Linked DNA regions of Arachis hypogaea: region 1 is linked to region 2. Evidence: chromatin contacts called from public Hi-C data. All regions are on one chromosome and are shown on one strand. The core of a region is the stretch at or near the end of the contact, and the rest is flanking DNA. Distances in the headings are between cores, read along the strand shown.

The links. Hi-C and Micro-C count contacts between places; a contact is called where the count stands out from the background.
Region 1: a contact with region 2 is called in a Hi-C map of leaf, with 1.9 times the contacts expected there. The contact joins the enhancer-like site here to the promoter of LOC112727855 in region 2. A contact is called at or near these places in 2 of 8 Hi-C or Micro-C datasets (both in leaf).

What each region holds. Positions count from the first base shown.
Region 1 is chr12:99,774,981-99,782,005 of arahy.Tifrunner.gnm2.J5K5, reverse strand. No RefSeq gene overlaps it. Among protein-coding and RNA genes, the nearest start is that of LOC112727855, 35 kb to the right of the region's middle. Within about 2 kb of position 2,970, at least 1 of the 3 cell types and tissues checked has open chromatin away from gene starts, as enhancers often do.
Region 2 is chr12:99,737,981-99,745,234 of arahy.Tifrunner.gnm2.J5K5, reverse strand. It overlaps LOC112727855, which reads left to right and starts at 1,672. Exons shown (of 4, transcript XM_025777777.3): 1 at 1,672-1,841; 2 at 2,194-2,253; 3 at 2,713-2,908; 4 at 3,317-4,051. The coding sequence starts at 2,224. The coding sequence ends at 3,858. LOC112727854 reads right to left here. Exons shown (of 3, transcript XM_025777775.3): 2 at 5,465-7,254; 3 at 4,509-5,128. The coding sequence ends at 4,853.

The DNA of each region.
Region 1 (7,025 bases), core at 1,721-4,220, 35 kb before region 2:
CAAATTGGATTATTTCTGACTCAACTACTAGTTCTCCCAAGACGTTTGCTTTTTTTATATTCCAGTGTCACTGTTTACATCTAAATCAGAGTTATCCAAATCTTTTGTCTCATCTTCCGCACCCTCAATGTCTCTAACAACATTCAGGTGCCGCATACTTTCGCCGTCATAATCATCACGGACATCATTCACTTTATGGTCCACTCCATACTCAATAGCCTCATTACCTTCATTCTCATACTCATTCCTTTACAACGGCTTCACTCTCATTCCGACGTCCACTCTCATCATCAAATTCTCCGAACATTCTTGACCACTGTCAATATCTATGGAAGACTCCACTCTAGTGCCATCTAGTTCCTCTTTTCTTGCTCTTCGAGACTCCATCTTATCTTTTTTCATAAAAACATCACACCCATGACCATCGACACTGTTCAATGGCATCGCACGTTCACCTCGATCTTTAGCGTCACTCCTTACTCCATGAGTTACGCCCTTCCTCTTTGTTATTCTCGTACATCCATCATCATCGGGACTGCCCTTATTAGCACAGTGGATCGCTTCGTCATCGAACCTGCGCATTCAACATCACCTTCGTTGACTTTATTCTACACCTTCTTGCATTTGTTTGCAACTACGTCAATTTGACATTCAGCCACCGCATGAACCCGACCCATCACAAAATCACGTGGTCCTACTTCAACTTGGATTTTAGAAGTTCCAACCAGCCCATCCCTCTTTTGACCTCCTTTTGTTTGGCCCAAACTCATACTACTCACCTTTAATTCAATTGACATAACACATTGAGCCTAGAATCCTCCCTTACACTCCTATCATCATTTTTTTTCTAAAGTTAAGAGTGAGATTGGAACCCAAGACCTTTAAGTGAGGATGGAGAGACTATGCCATTTGAGCTATAGCTTGTTGGCTTCATATCATCATTATTGCTATTTAACATATATTGATTTACATTACTCCTATTATTATCAAGGTTCTGAAAATCGGACTGGTCATCGAACTGCTCTAGTCATTGGTTCACTGGTTTACTAATCCAATCGGTCCAACTGTAGTCTAACCAAAAAATTTGTTCTATAATAAAATTATAAATAAACACTCTAAAACATAATTATAGTCTAATATAAATTTTTAAATATCTTTTAAATTTAAAACAATACATGAAAAGTCATCAACCAAAGTCTTAAGATCTATAAACTTAAATTCAATACATGAAAACTATAAACTTAAATTCAAATATGAAATGCCAACATAAAAGTGTCATCAATCATCAAAATATGAAAAAATTTGCTGCAGATTTGCATATGAAATGATATGAAATGAAACATATATAAAATGAAAGTTAAAGCTCAATTTAGTTCTCCAAAGATTTTAGCACCATCAAGTTAGTCCTTTACACTCTAAACATTTTATACATCAATTTGGTCTCTCTATTTAAAATGGTGCCAGTTCAGTCCTTCAGTCTAATCTATATTTAAATACCAGTTGGTCCTTAAATTGATGATTATTTTGTTCTAAAAAAAATAACTCAATATTAAAAATCTTGGAAGTAATTGATTTGGTATCCTACATGTCTTAAACCAATTTGAATATTTACTCTATCAATTAACATATATAAAGGGATAAGCGAGATGAACTATGCATTTCCTTTAAACAATACCACAAGATTAGTTTCAATAATTGAAATTCATTTCCAATATTATCCAAAACTAAATAAGCATACAAAATTGACATAATTGGATTACATAGGTCTAATTTCATTAATCTTGTACTATTAGACAAAGGAACTTCAATCATTCACAACTTTTAAAAAAATTTTGGTCAATAAGAAACATATCATACTCAATCATCAATGCATAATAACAATAATCATGTACAAACAAGCATTGATTTTCAAAGATTGAGCTAAAACTTTCATTAAAACTCTTTGAAGCATATTGTCAAACACTTGGCGTGCAAAAGCATAAATAACACAAAATAACACTAACGAGCATTCTTTGCAACACCAATTCAAAATTCAACATCAATGACATAAAAAATCAGCAGCATTTTACAGTGACTCAGCAAAGTATCAGTTAATCAATCCAAATAATTTGAAATTCAAACTCAAGAAGCTCTTAATAGCATATTTAACTATATATAAACTAACACTAATTCTATTTAGAAAATCTTCATTCTAACATAAACTCAACTAACAGCAGCAAATAATCCTAACCAAATCAAATTAACACTAGAATCAACATATAACTAATCCTAAATTAACTAAAATAGAAAAGAAAAGGTGATATGAGAACCTAAATCGAAGAATAGAGCAAGAATTCAGGAGAGCAGGATGCAGTGGTAGTGACCAGCCGCTGCTGTGTCTAAACTCCCTGGAACTAGAGTGGCTCTGTTCTGATTTTGCGACTAGAAAGCAACAAATTCCAGTTACAGCAACAAATTTAACAAGTCCTAGTTCAGTCACAATTATTAGCTACATTTAGATTAGCAACAAGGAAAATTTATTGATTAGAAATTCAGTAACATGCAAAAATATAGGGAGAAGGAAAATCTAGAAAAGAGAGAACAGGGAAAGTGATGGTGCAGGGACTCACCAATGGTTGACGGCGAGTCTGCGACCACCCCGTGGAAGGTGACAAGGCAAGAGACAACCCCACGAGTTGCTTTTGACGCTGGCGACGAGATAGACGAACCATGAGATGCCAGCAGTGCGACTAAGACGAGAATCGAGTGAGACTAAGAGGCAAAATCGAGCAGACATAACCACGGATGACGAGCAGCAACCAACATGCACAGCTCGAGCACTCACTGGTGGAGGGAGGCACAAGCAGCCGAGCATAGAGAAGAGAGGTGAGACGCGAGCACATGATGCGGAGGATCCAGCAAGAGGCTCGATAGCACGAAGATGGAAGTTCTTGAGTGTGACAGACGGCAGCAACAGCCACTCACTCTGACAGACAACGATAGTGAGTTGTGGAGGCTAGGGTTTGCTTTCTTTGGTAGAACAGGCTAGGGGCAGTTTGCTAAAGGAAGGAGTTGGAGGGGCAGGGGGACTGTAAGGTCTCACATCGGTTGGGGAGGGGAACGAAGCATGCCTTATAAGGGTGTGGATACCTCTCCCTAGCATGATGCATTTTGGACGAGTGAGTGTGGGGGGCTTCGGCTATCATCCCTATCGTCAAAGGCAAAACCGTGAGGCCTTGTGTGCCAAAGCGGACAATATCGTGCTAGCGGATGGTCTGGGCTGTTACAGATGGTATCAGAGCCGGAGCCCGGATTGATTTGCCAGCGAGGGCGCTGGGCTCCCTTAGGGGGGTGGATTGTAAGGTCCCACATCGGTTGGGAAGGGGAACGAAGCATGCCTTATAAGGGTGTGGATACCTCTCCCTAGCATAACGCGTTTTGACCAATGAGTGTGGGGGGCTTCGGCTATCATCCATATCGTCAAAGACAAAACTGTGAGGCCTTGTGTGCCAAAGCGGACAATATCGTGCTAGCGGGTGGTCTGAGCTGTTACAGGGACAACGCATGCAATCCCTTTTTTTCTTTCAACAAAGGAAACGACGTTGTTTCTTATAAACTAGCCGGATTCCAGTCCAATCCGACTGGCTGGTTCTCGGCCGATTCAACGATTCTTATCCGATTCTTAAAATAGCAATTTCTATTAGTAAACTGACCTACCAAAGCTACCGATTCGCAGTTAGACCGGTTTGACCGGTCGATCCAGTCCAATTTTCAGAACTTTTATTATTATTATTATTATTATTATTATTATTATTATTATTATTATTATTATTATTATAGCACCATGATATTGTACGATCTAAAACCAATGTTCTGAAAATTGAACTGGACCAACTGGTTCGATTGGGTTAACTAGAAACCGCTCATCTATCCAGTTTGATTGATGTGAAAACCATTTTGCAAAAGAAAAAAATCGGCTCAAGAATCGGACGAATCGACGGTTAACTGGTGAACCCCGGAACCGACCTAGTTTTTCCCGGTTCAGTGATCTATATGTATATAAATAAAAATATTCACAATTATCGGTACCTGCCCCGCCCCTCCCTCTCTCTATCTCTCTCTCTCTCTCACACACTGCGCAACCCAACCCTAATCTCTAACAAACCCAGCCCAGCCACCATCCTATCGCTAAACTTTTCTCTTCCGGGAGTTATCGCCGCCGGCGGGGTCGCCTGTGGAAGGTTGCTCGCTTCTCCTCGATCCTCTTTTCCTCGACGTTGCACGAATGCCTTCTTGGAGCTGTTGGCGTCCCTGCATGAAGGTGTACTCCGTCGTCGTCTCTAATCGCCTTGCCGTTCTCTTCTATCATCGTCGTCTCCTCTGTCATCGCTGTCACTCCCCTTCCTCCTCGCCGCTGGTAAGCACTGTGCCTTAGATTTTGATAATACTTGGATTTTGAAATTGAAGCTGAAACCCAATCATATTCCCACCCCTCTCCTCTCTGAAACTGAAGAAAATTTGAAATTGAAAGAACAAAGAACCCTAGCCACCCACAAAGAATTTGAAATTTGAAATTGATTAGCTGGTTTGTGAGTTGTGAGTCCCTGAATGTCTGAGTTTAGTGGTTTTACTGTTGTTTGGAATTATTTTTGCTGTTGTTTGAAATTGAGTTGCTGATTAGCTAGATTGTGAGTTGTGAGTTACTGAATGTCTGAGTTTAATGGTTTTACTTTATTCCATTCATAACCAAGGCAGATATAGAAGCTTAATAAAGAACAAAAAAAAATCTCATCAATATGTAAACAATAATCATTCAAAAATTATAGCATATAAAGTAATATTATTTAAATATTTAAGACATCTAATAATAGGTACATGCCATGATGAAGAGAAAAAAATATTTTTTAATAGATTACTAGATAGTTATTAGTTACTGTTGTTTGGAATTATTTTGTTGTTGTTTGAAATTGAGTTATTGATTAGCTGAGTTGTAAATTGCTTATTTTTGTTGGTTTTACTGTTGTTTATTTAGTAGTTTATGGAATGTCTAAGTTGTGAGTTACTGAATGATTCTGTCAAATTTTTTTGCTGAGTTAATTTTGTTATTTTTTTGTTGTATATTAAAGATGGAACAATCATAAAGTGATCAACAACCACAAGACAATGTGGTTCAAGAATTCCAAAAAATTAATTTAGAACCCCAGTTATATATATAGGTTAAAAATTGTTTAATTTATATATTTAAAATTATATATAAATTTTTTAATAATTTTATTTAATATTTAATTAAATTGATTAAATTTCAGTTGAACTCCGATCGAACCAATAAATTATTGAACCAATGACTTTATCAATTTATTGACTGGTCCAATTCTCGCAACACATCATCATTTAAATTTGAAGATTCCACCAAATCAACACCTCCTTTTAACTCCTTCCAATCAGTCCAATGCATAAGTTTTTCTTCCAAATTTAAAATTTCTTCTCTCCATTCATTTAAATCTTCCTCTACAATTACCACTATACCCTTCTTTGTTTCATCTTCCCAATGCTTCTTCAGCACCACCTCTATCATCACATCTAACTCTCTCAAAATGGTGGCTTCCACACTGACTTTGGACCCCTTCTAATTACATTATCCAACATATCTAATCGGCCCTCCGAATCTCGGCAACACCCTTCTCCACATCCCATCATCATGAAACACTCCGATCCATATGCCTACCTACCCATTTCTTTAAAATTCAATTTTTACGTAACATGTTAGTTATGTATACACGGGTTAGGGGTTAAAAAAAAAGGGGGGGGGGGGGAGGTGAATAGTTATGATGACAAGACTTCAAAGATTAGGTGAAAAAAACAAAAAGCAAGAGGCTTTGAAATAACATTAGTAGAATTCAGAAGAATTATGCTGGGACTTGAGAGATCGGAAAGGTTGCTACTTCGTATAAGTACCCCCAACCGTTTGAGTAAATTATCAAGGTATGAGTATTAGGAATTGATTTTTTATTAACAAAAGTTTTTTGATAAAGTGTGATCATAAAAGTGAAAAATTGAAAAAATCAAAAAAGAAAAAAGAAGAGACAAAATAGATGTGTATATCTAGGAAGGGAAAGTCTCTAGTATGAATTATATGAAACATTCATACATATAGATTATGAGCTGTGTTTTTCAGGTAGTGACCCGTGTACATGTCAGGATGGGCTGCATGTCAAAAAGAAAGTGACGGAACTCCTTTTCAGTTATAATGAGGATTATAAGATAACTACATGATTTTAATGAAGATTGTTTTGTTTATTTTTTTTTTCAAATGGGCTTAATAGGCAAACCGTGGTTATTGGAAATTTTTATTACAAGTTCCGGACTTCTGTGTTATGTTGTTGTTGTAGAGGGCTAGAAGCTGATGAACAATGTAATGTTCTCATAATCGAAGCCCGAAAAGGTAAAGCATGTGGGGAAGACAACAGTTGCATTGAAAGGCATGATGGAAGCTGAAAATTTTTAGAATAATCGCAAGAAAATTATCCATTCACTGTTAATCCTCACCACACCCCACTCACCAACACAAGACAAATTAAAGAAAAGGAAATTTTCATATCAATACCTGGGATACTGCCTATCTCCCACGCCAAACAAACCAAAACGCCCTTCCTCAACCTTCTTTTCCTTCAATGTTAAAGCTTTTCTGTACCGTCTAATGAATAGTGATTGAACGAGGGAAGAAATCAACCATAAGTGGTCATAATAAAGACCAATAAATAGAGGATATCAACGGAAGGCCAAAATCCCAATTTTGCCACTAATTTTCTCCCTTATTCTCCCATTTTATTCCCTGACCCACTAACACATGATAAACATTCCTTTAATTAATATGTACTCGTTAACCAAAATTAAAAAATAATTACTGCTCATTAAAACATAATAATAATAATAATAATAATAATAATAATAATAATAATAATAATAATAATAATAATAATAATAATAGAAAAATTTATAAAGTTTAAAACATTTTATGTAAATTAAAAAAATGTAAAAAATCATAT
Region 2 (7,254 bases), core at 423-2,922:
CAGCTCCAAATAACTCCTTTACTCCTCATTAAAACGTGCACGGAACCCAAGGAACAATTGCCGCGCAAACGTTCGCTCAACAGTAAAAGCCTCAACGTTTAAAAAATTCAAATAAATCGGACATCCCCGACAAACTAGGCCCGACGTCCACAACAGAAGTCGCAAAATGCTCGATCCCGACCTCTACAAAGGAACGGAGTTAAGCAAGGGCACTGTTCATACTCTGGCCCAAATAGATAAAAGCCAGGCCCAATAAAGATAAAAGACCCACCAATAAAGGTGGACCTCACCATAAACCCGACCTCTTTAAAGAGGTCGGACAAAAACACAAAGGTCCAGTCCTGCTTGATTAAACAAGTAACTGCCTCCTTAAATCTCTCCAACTACTTCTACTTCTAAAAGGTAGATCCCAACAAACTCCCAAGATAAAGGGAACGCTTACCTATAAAAAAAGATAGATATACTCCAATAAAGGTGGTTATCTACTCTACTATAAATACACTGGCACCCCCAAGTATAACTCATGTTCTAATCTACTAAAAACCTGTTCAAAGCCCTTGCTAACTTAACCATTGGAGTCTCTTACAGGTACCACCTCCCACCTCCTCACGAGGAACTCGGACAGACGGCACATCCGCATATCAAGTCGGACGCTGCCACACAAAGAGATCTAGACCTCACGTTCAGACCCAAACCAACGTTTTAGGTAGTCTTCAGAATAGTAGTGAAATGTAATTCAAATTCGATATATAGAAGGTATGCATGTAAATCAAATTAGGGGCATAGATTTACATTGGAACCACGTTATATATAAATCGAACTGCTTTGTTTCAATTTACTATGACTGATCATAGGCTAAATCGACAATGTCTGTATCGATTTACTATGGGTAAGCTCAAAACCATGTGCTCCCCTGGTAAATCGAAGCTGCTTGTATCGATTTACATTCAAACATACTAAATCGACATGCGCTCATTCGATTTATATAGTTATATGCATAGAGACATGCATGTAATGTTTTTTCATTTGAGTGTTTTACCCAATTATTAAAGTATAAAGGCAATCCAATTTTGTTTTTATATATTTTTAAATTAAAATAGAAAATAACATTGCCGTTTTGTTTTTTATTTTTTTAAATTTTGAAAATAAAAAACAGCGTTATCGTTTTGTTATTTTAGAATTTAAAAGAATTATTGCGGTACCCCACAATTTAGTACAATATATCATTTTGGAAGATAACACCTAACTGAACTCAATATTTAAAAAAAATAGTTGATACTTTTTGAACAATATAGATTTTTTTTAAAAATTTTTTACAAATTCACAGACCTATCTAAAAATTTTTAGAATGCATGGACCTAGTTATAAATTTTAAGAAAAATATGAGAATTAATAAAATAATTTAACTTAAATGATAAAATTAATTATATATTTTATAAAAAAATAATCGAACACTAAAATATTTTTAAAATATAATTAATATAATTATTTCAACCGCACAAAATATTTTTAAATTAAAAAGAATTTAATTATAGCATTTAAATTTTCTTATGTTTAATTAAAATACATTGTAATTTAATAAATTTTTAACAGTACATCGTTTGCATAATTTATTTTTATTTTTTTTAATCTTTCATTTGAGAAAAATAAAATAGATCCTATCTTAGGGTTTTGCTGAAATAAACGGCACCGTTTCCTTCATTCTTACAATCTTACCTCTTTCATATTTCTGGCTTTTGTTTCGTTCAATCAACGATTGGCACCTCACCTTCTTCACCAGCGCGCCTAGTCTCCTTTGATCTCTGTTCTTCCATTTCCATTCGCCCTTTCTACTCTCCAAGGTTTCTTGCTCTCTTCTCTCTTTCAACTTCTTCTTCACATGTTTGCTCTTACTTTCTCTTTGTTTCTTATTCCTACTATGTTATCATTCTACTAGATCCTTTTTCTTTTCTTTCTTTAATGAATCAGTGCTTTGAATATCTGAAACCCAATGGCTTAAAGTTTCCCCCTTTGTTGTTCTTGAATACTCATTTTGGTGCTTCAACAATATTCCATGTAGCATGCCCATTTCTTGATATGTGAACATGTATTGATTCAGTAGAAGAAACCATGTGACATGTACTTGATTGTTGATCTTATATTTCGTACCTTCCTTGTGATTTCAAGTACTCAGGTTTTGCTTTCTTCTTGCAGCTGTAGTTCTGGAACCAGCATTTTCCAACTATGGCGCTTCATGGAACCATATTCATCAATGTGAGCTACCATTTTTCTTTTTTCACTTATATCAAAATTTCCGAAAATATATATAGAATTGAGAGGTTCTATGATGTAACATGTAAGTTTCCAGATGAATTTTAACAGATAAGATCAGTAGCGATGAATTGAACATTAAATTGAATTTTCATGATTGATTGAAGATTGAATTAAACTGCTTAGGGTTTAGGCCCTAAACCCTAAATTAAACTGAATGAACAGGAACTTTTGGCAAAATTTAAGCATCTTCAATGATATGGGCCATTTGACCTTTTTAAATTAAGAGGGCCTTCTGTGAATATTGTTGAAGAAAATTTGAATGATAAGTTGCTGTGGATTGAGCATAAAGTCACATTTTCCCCTCATCCCCTGAAATTATTATAATTTTGTCATCTTTTTCAATTTTAAGAAAAAAAAAATTCTTGTTTCATAACGCTTGATTTGTAATTTTGTATGCAGGGTCTTTCTTCTAATACAATCAAGGAATTTAATTTCTTACCGGGTTCATTCATCAATAACTTTCAGAAGCTTCATTATGTTTCTCTTCCTTCCTCTAATCCAGTTAGATTAGTTTTTGGCAAAAGTTTTGGAAGAAGTGACCAACTGTGTCTTCTGCCTGCCACTCAATGGCCAAACTTGCAAAAGCAAGGATACAGTAAGTATCTTTGCTTGAAACCTTATAGTTAAGAATTTATTGCTTATGCATTGATAGTTTAGAAGAGTTTTACGCAATCATCTAATTAGCGTTTATATGACCTAAAAAAGGGTTTTACGCAATTATCCAATTAGCGTTTATAAGACCTTTTAGGTGGTGAAGTGGCAACAAATGATTGTATATCTACATAAAACTTTTTTTAAAAGTGAAAATGAGAATTGGTGGGACATTTTTTTTTTGGATAATATCATGATTAGTGCGTAGTCTCTATGTTGTTGACTAGTGTCTTTTTGGTTATATCTTGACTTTGATTGAGTTCAGATTTCTGTGTCTACAACCCCAAGTTTCTTTAGTCCTTGTTTTGCAGATTGTAGTTACGCATTAATATGTGCCTGTGTTTTCTATCAGGGAGGCAACAAAGAGTCAAAAGTGAAGACTCAGAGAGCATCTTGAGTAGTGAGAACATCGCATTGGATGAACAGACTTTGGAGGAGGAGTTACGGAATGCCATTGCGGAAGAGAACTATGCTAAAGCAGCAAAAATAAGGGATACGCTCAAAAATCTCCAAAAAGATAGCAAGACAACAATATTCGGCATAAACAGCCGGTTTTATGAGTCGTTCAGAAATGGGGACCTGGCAGCAATGCAAGCCCTGTGGTCGAAGAAAGACGAGGTGTGCTGTGTTCACCCTGGTTTAAAAGGGATATCTGGTTATGATGATGTTATTGAGAGCTGGAATTTGGTTTGGGCAAACTATGAATTTCCACTAGAAATTAGGCTAGAAGACATCAAGGTTCATGCTAGAGGGGATATGGGGTATGTTACTTGCATGGAATTTGTCAAGACAAAAGGAGGAAGATGGGGAGGGCAATTTGTAACCAATGTGTTCGAGAAGATTGATGGCCAGTGGTATATTTGTATCCATCATGCTTCCCCAATAGACTTATGAATGAATACTTGGATGTAGATATGAAGTTGCCTTTGTTCCCTTCATATATAGTTAACATCACACTTTCTAATTTTCTATGACTCTATCAATTTCTGTTTTGGGTTGTGCTGAAAGCTTCAAGTCTTCAACCATCTCCAAAATGTCGATTATAAGTTTTATAACTTCACTGCTCAAATACAAATAAATTTGTTAAGTTGTCCCTAGTCTTTAATACAAATAATGTTCATGCATAGGATGGAGTTAAACAAATAAATAATAATGTATGATAAGTATTTGCTTTATTTATAAGCTCTTACACCTCATGTTATAAGTTTCATTGTCGCAGAATATTTCTCTGACGTATTTCTGCAAATTTGAGATACAATTTTACGTTGCGGGTTATAAACTTATATTGCTCTCATTGCATATCATGAATGGAATGAAATGAAATGAACCACCTTATGCAAAAAATCAACATAATTTGTGATTCAACAAATACTTCTTACTTTGATTTATCCTCACTCATGGCAGTAGAATATCTGACTGAGGGTATGTTTATTTGGGGGCTAAAAATGTGATTAAAATTTTCATAAGTGAATTTATATGTTGATTTATACATCAAATACATAAAACTTCCCCGGACAATTTCACTTCCAAGCATATAAGACTGCTTTTGTAGTTCATACTGCAGAGGATAAACCCTACTGGTTTCATTTATTGAAGGTTTGCTTTGTACAAAGATGCTGATGTTGCAGCGGTTTCTTTTGTACAATGAATAAAAAGAGCACAATGAGCATAACCATATCTGCAACAACATGTTCTCTGGTGAAAGGACTAATGCTATACCAGATTGCATGTATGAAAAGGGTGGAAAGAAAAAAGTTTGGAGGGGCTAGAGAAATGTGTTTAAGTGCATTAAATTGCTACTCTTCTCAGCTACTTGTAGATCATTAAAAGCTAACTATAAACCGGGAGAAAAAATAGATAAATAAAAAAAGAAAAAACCCTCATCAAATCAAACTCTTCCTACAGGAGAGAGTGGTGGAATTGGAGTGTACTTTAAGGGTGCTTTTCCTTGAGGCCTGTTGTTGTTCTTGGAACTAGGTTCCTTAAGGTTATCTTCAAGCATGCTACCCATTTCCAAAAAGCTTGGAAATTTCTGGCAGCTCAAAACGGCGACAGCGATGAAGAATGCCTGTAAATAAGTGACTGATGAATGGAACTCAACCGAGTAGAATCCATCCTTCAACGGTGACAAGGCGAAAATGGGTGTGTCTTGCTTATCTCCTTCCTGAGAGTTATGACAGGTATGCTATGAGAAATTGTTATCTAGTACAACAATCCAGATCATAATATAGAAAAATTTTCTTGGTTCACTTTGAAATATATACATATATCATCCTTGGATTTCAAAGTGCCATTTATTTAAAAAGTTATATCTTTATTCCCCAGTCTCCGCACATTCCAAGTACAATAAACAATGAAACATCTACACTCTAAATTTGTTACTAAATAAGAGAATGTTGACCAGCAGTTTTGTAATCAATTCTTGATTTTACGCCTTTTTTCTTTTTAATTAGTGTGACAATAACTAAATTGACATATATAAGAAGTGTGGAAGCTGTACCTCGGCATAAAGTTGAAAACGGTCATGGAAAGGTTTTGGAAATTTCGGAACGTCTGAACTTTGCTGCTTCTGGTTAGAGAGGACAAGCAGTTTGCAACCAATGTCCCAACCCCCACAATCACATGAACCACCAGTTCTCCACCGAAATATCAATGGTGACGGTTCACCTTTGTTTGGTGATCCATGAACACCACCTGGGAGTATAACTTTGGTGGTACACACGTCATTTTCTCCTGAACTGCTGCACAAGCATCTTTCATTGGACAAGCACCTTAAGCATCCATGCTTCAGCAAATCAGTATCACTATGCATTGCTTCATTGCTCGTGTTTTCCCAAGGTGTCTCAATGACAACGGCCGCAATCTCGCTGCTCTGAACGAGCTTCGGCTGTCCATGTTCCGTCTGGGCGATGAGGACATATTCTTTAACCATTCGCTGCCTGTTAGAGTTCTGATCGATTGGCTTGGTGATTTTAGAGCTGGAAAACTTCATCTGAGCAATGCAATTGTAGGCATAACCGGAGCTTTTTCCTTTGCTACCATGACTCATCCATCCAACGCTCTTTTTCTTGATTTCATTGACGAGGTAGAATGTAAAATATGCGTCCCAAACATCCTTCTCCAGTGGTGACAAACTTCTCCTGGTAGCAGCAAAAATATTTTTCTCATTGTTGAGCACAAATTTAAACAGAGGTAGTCCATTTTTCATTGTAAGCTGCAAAAGGCCATGAACCATTGATCCCTTGCTTCTTTCAGAAGGCTGTAGTTCATCAACTCTTAATGCCGCGAAGCTAACTGAATTCATGCTTCCCTTTTGTGTCTGACTGCTTTCAGCAGAATGGTGTATACTTGATGCCTTGTGCCTCAGTATAGGATCTAATAACCTCCGCAAGGGGCTAGGGTTGGTCCGGGTACTACTTGCCTTCTCTTTGCCAGGATTATCCCAACGAATGGAACATTCAGGCGTGACTGGACCAGACTTCGCACCAACATAATTAGCACTAGATCGTGGAAGTGTAGGGGGCTCTTTGAAGCTGAAACTTCTTCCGATCCGACTTAAGCTGAAGCTAAACCGGCGACTGTGGGATATATTCCTGCCCCTCCGGCTGGATGAAGTCAGCTCTGCCGATTCTTGGCTCAGTGGTTCCTTTATATTACTTAAAACGCTCTGATTTCTTTGGTTGGTGCCAAACAAATCAGCATCGGAGTAAGCTCCTAATGAACGACGTTTAGAAATCCTATTGGCATAAGCAGGTGTCTCAGACACAACAGAAGAACAATCCATATCCAGACTAGCACCAGTGCTGCGTCTAACTCTTTCCAAAGATGTAAACTCAACCCCGGAACTGAGCGTACTTGAACGAGGGATTTCAGGACATACATCTTCAGCACAAACCTGATCAGGAAGGGAAATATATGACGAACTACTCTGGCTAGATTCTGAACGCTTTTCATCAGAAGATGATCTTAACTCAGAAAGCCGGAAATCATGGCAATGTTTGTGACCGTTGTTGGAATCTGACTGCTGCAACTGATCCACCTTTTTCCCAATTTCCCTGCTGCTTGAATTCACTTTCTTAGATCTTAAAGAGACCTCTTTGTTCTTTGATATTACTGCTGGCTGTCCGATATCAGAGCTTAACTTATGATGTCTTTCCTTTTTATTGCGGCTATACTCTTGCCAGCTGTTCGTATTCTGCTGAGAAATTTCTTTCGGAACATGTGAGACCCCATGGTGCCGCCTTGAATTTGAAGTGGAATTTCCATCTTGTAAAGTTCTTTTACTATGAT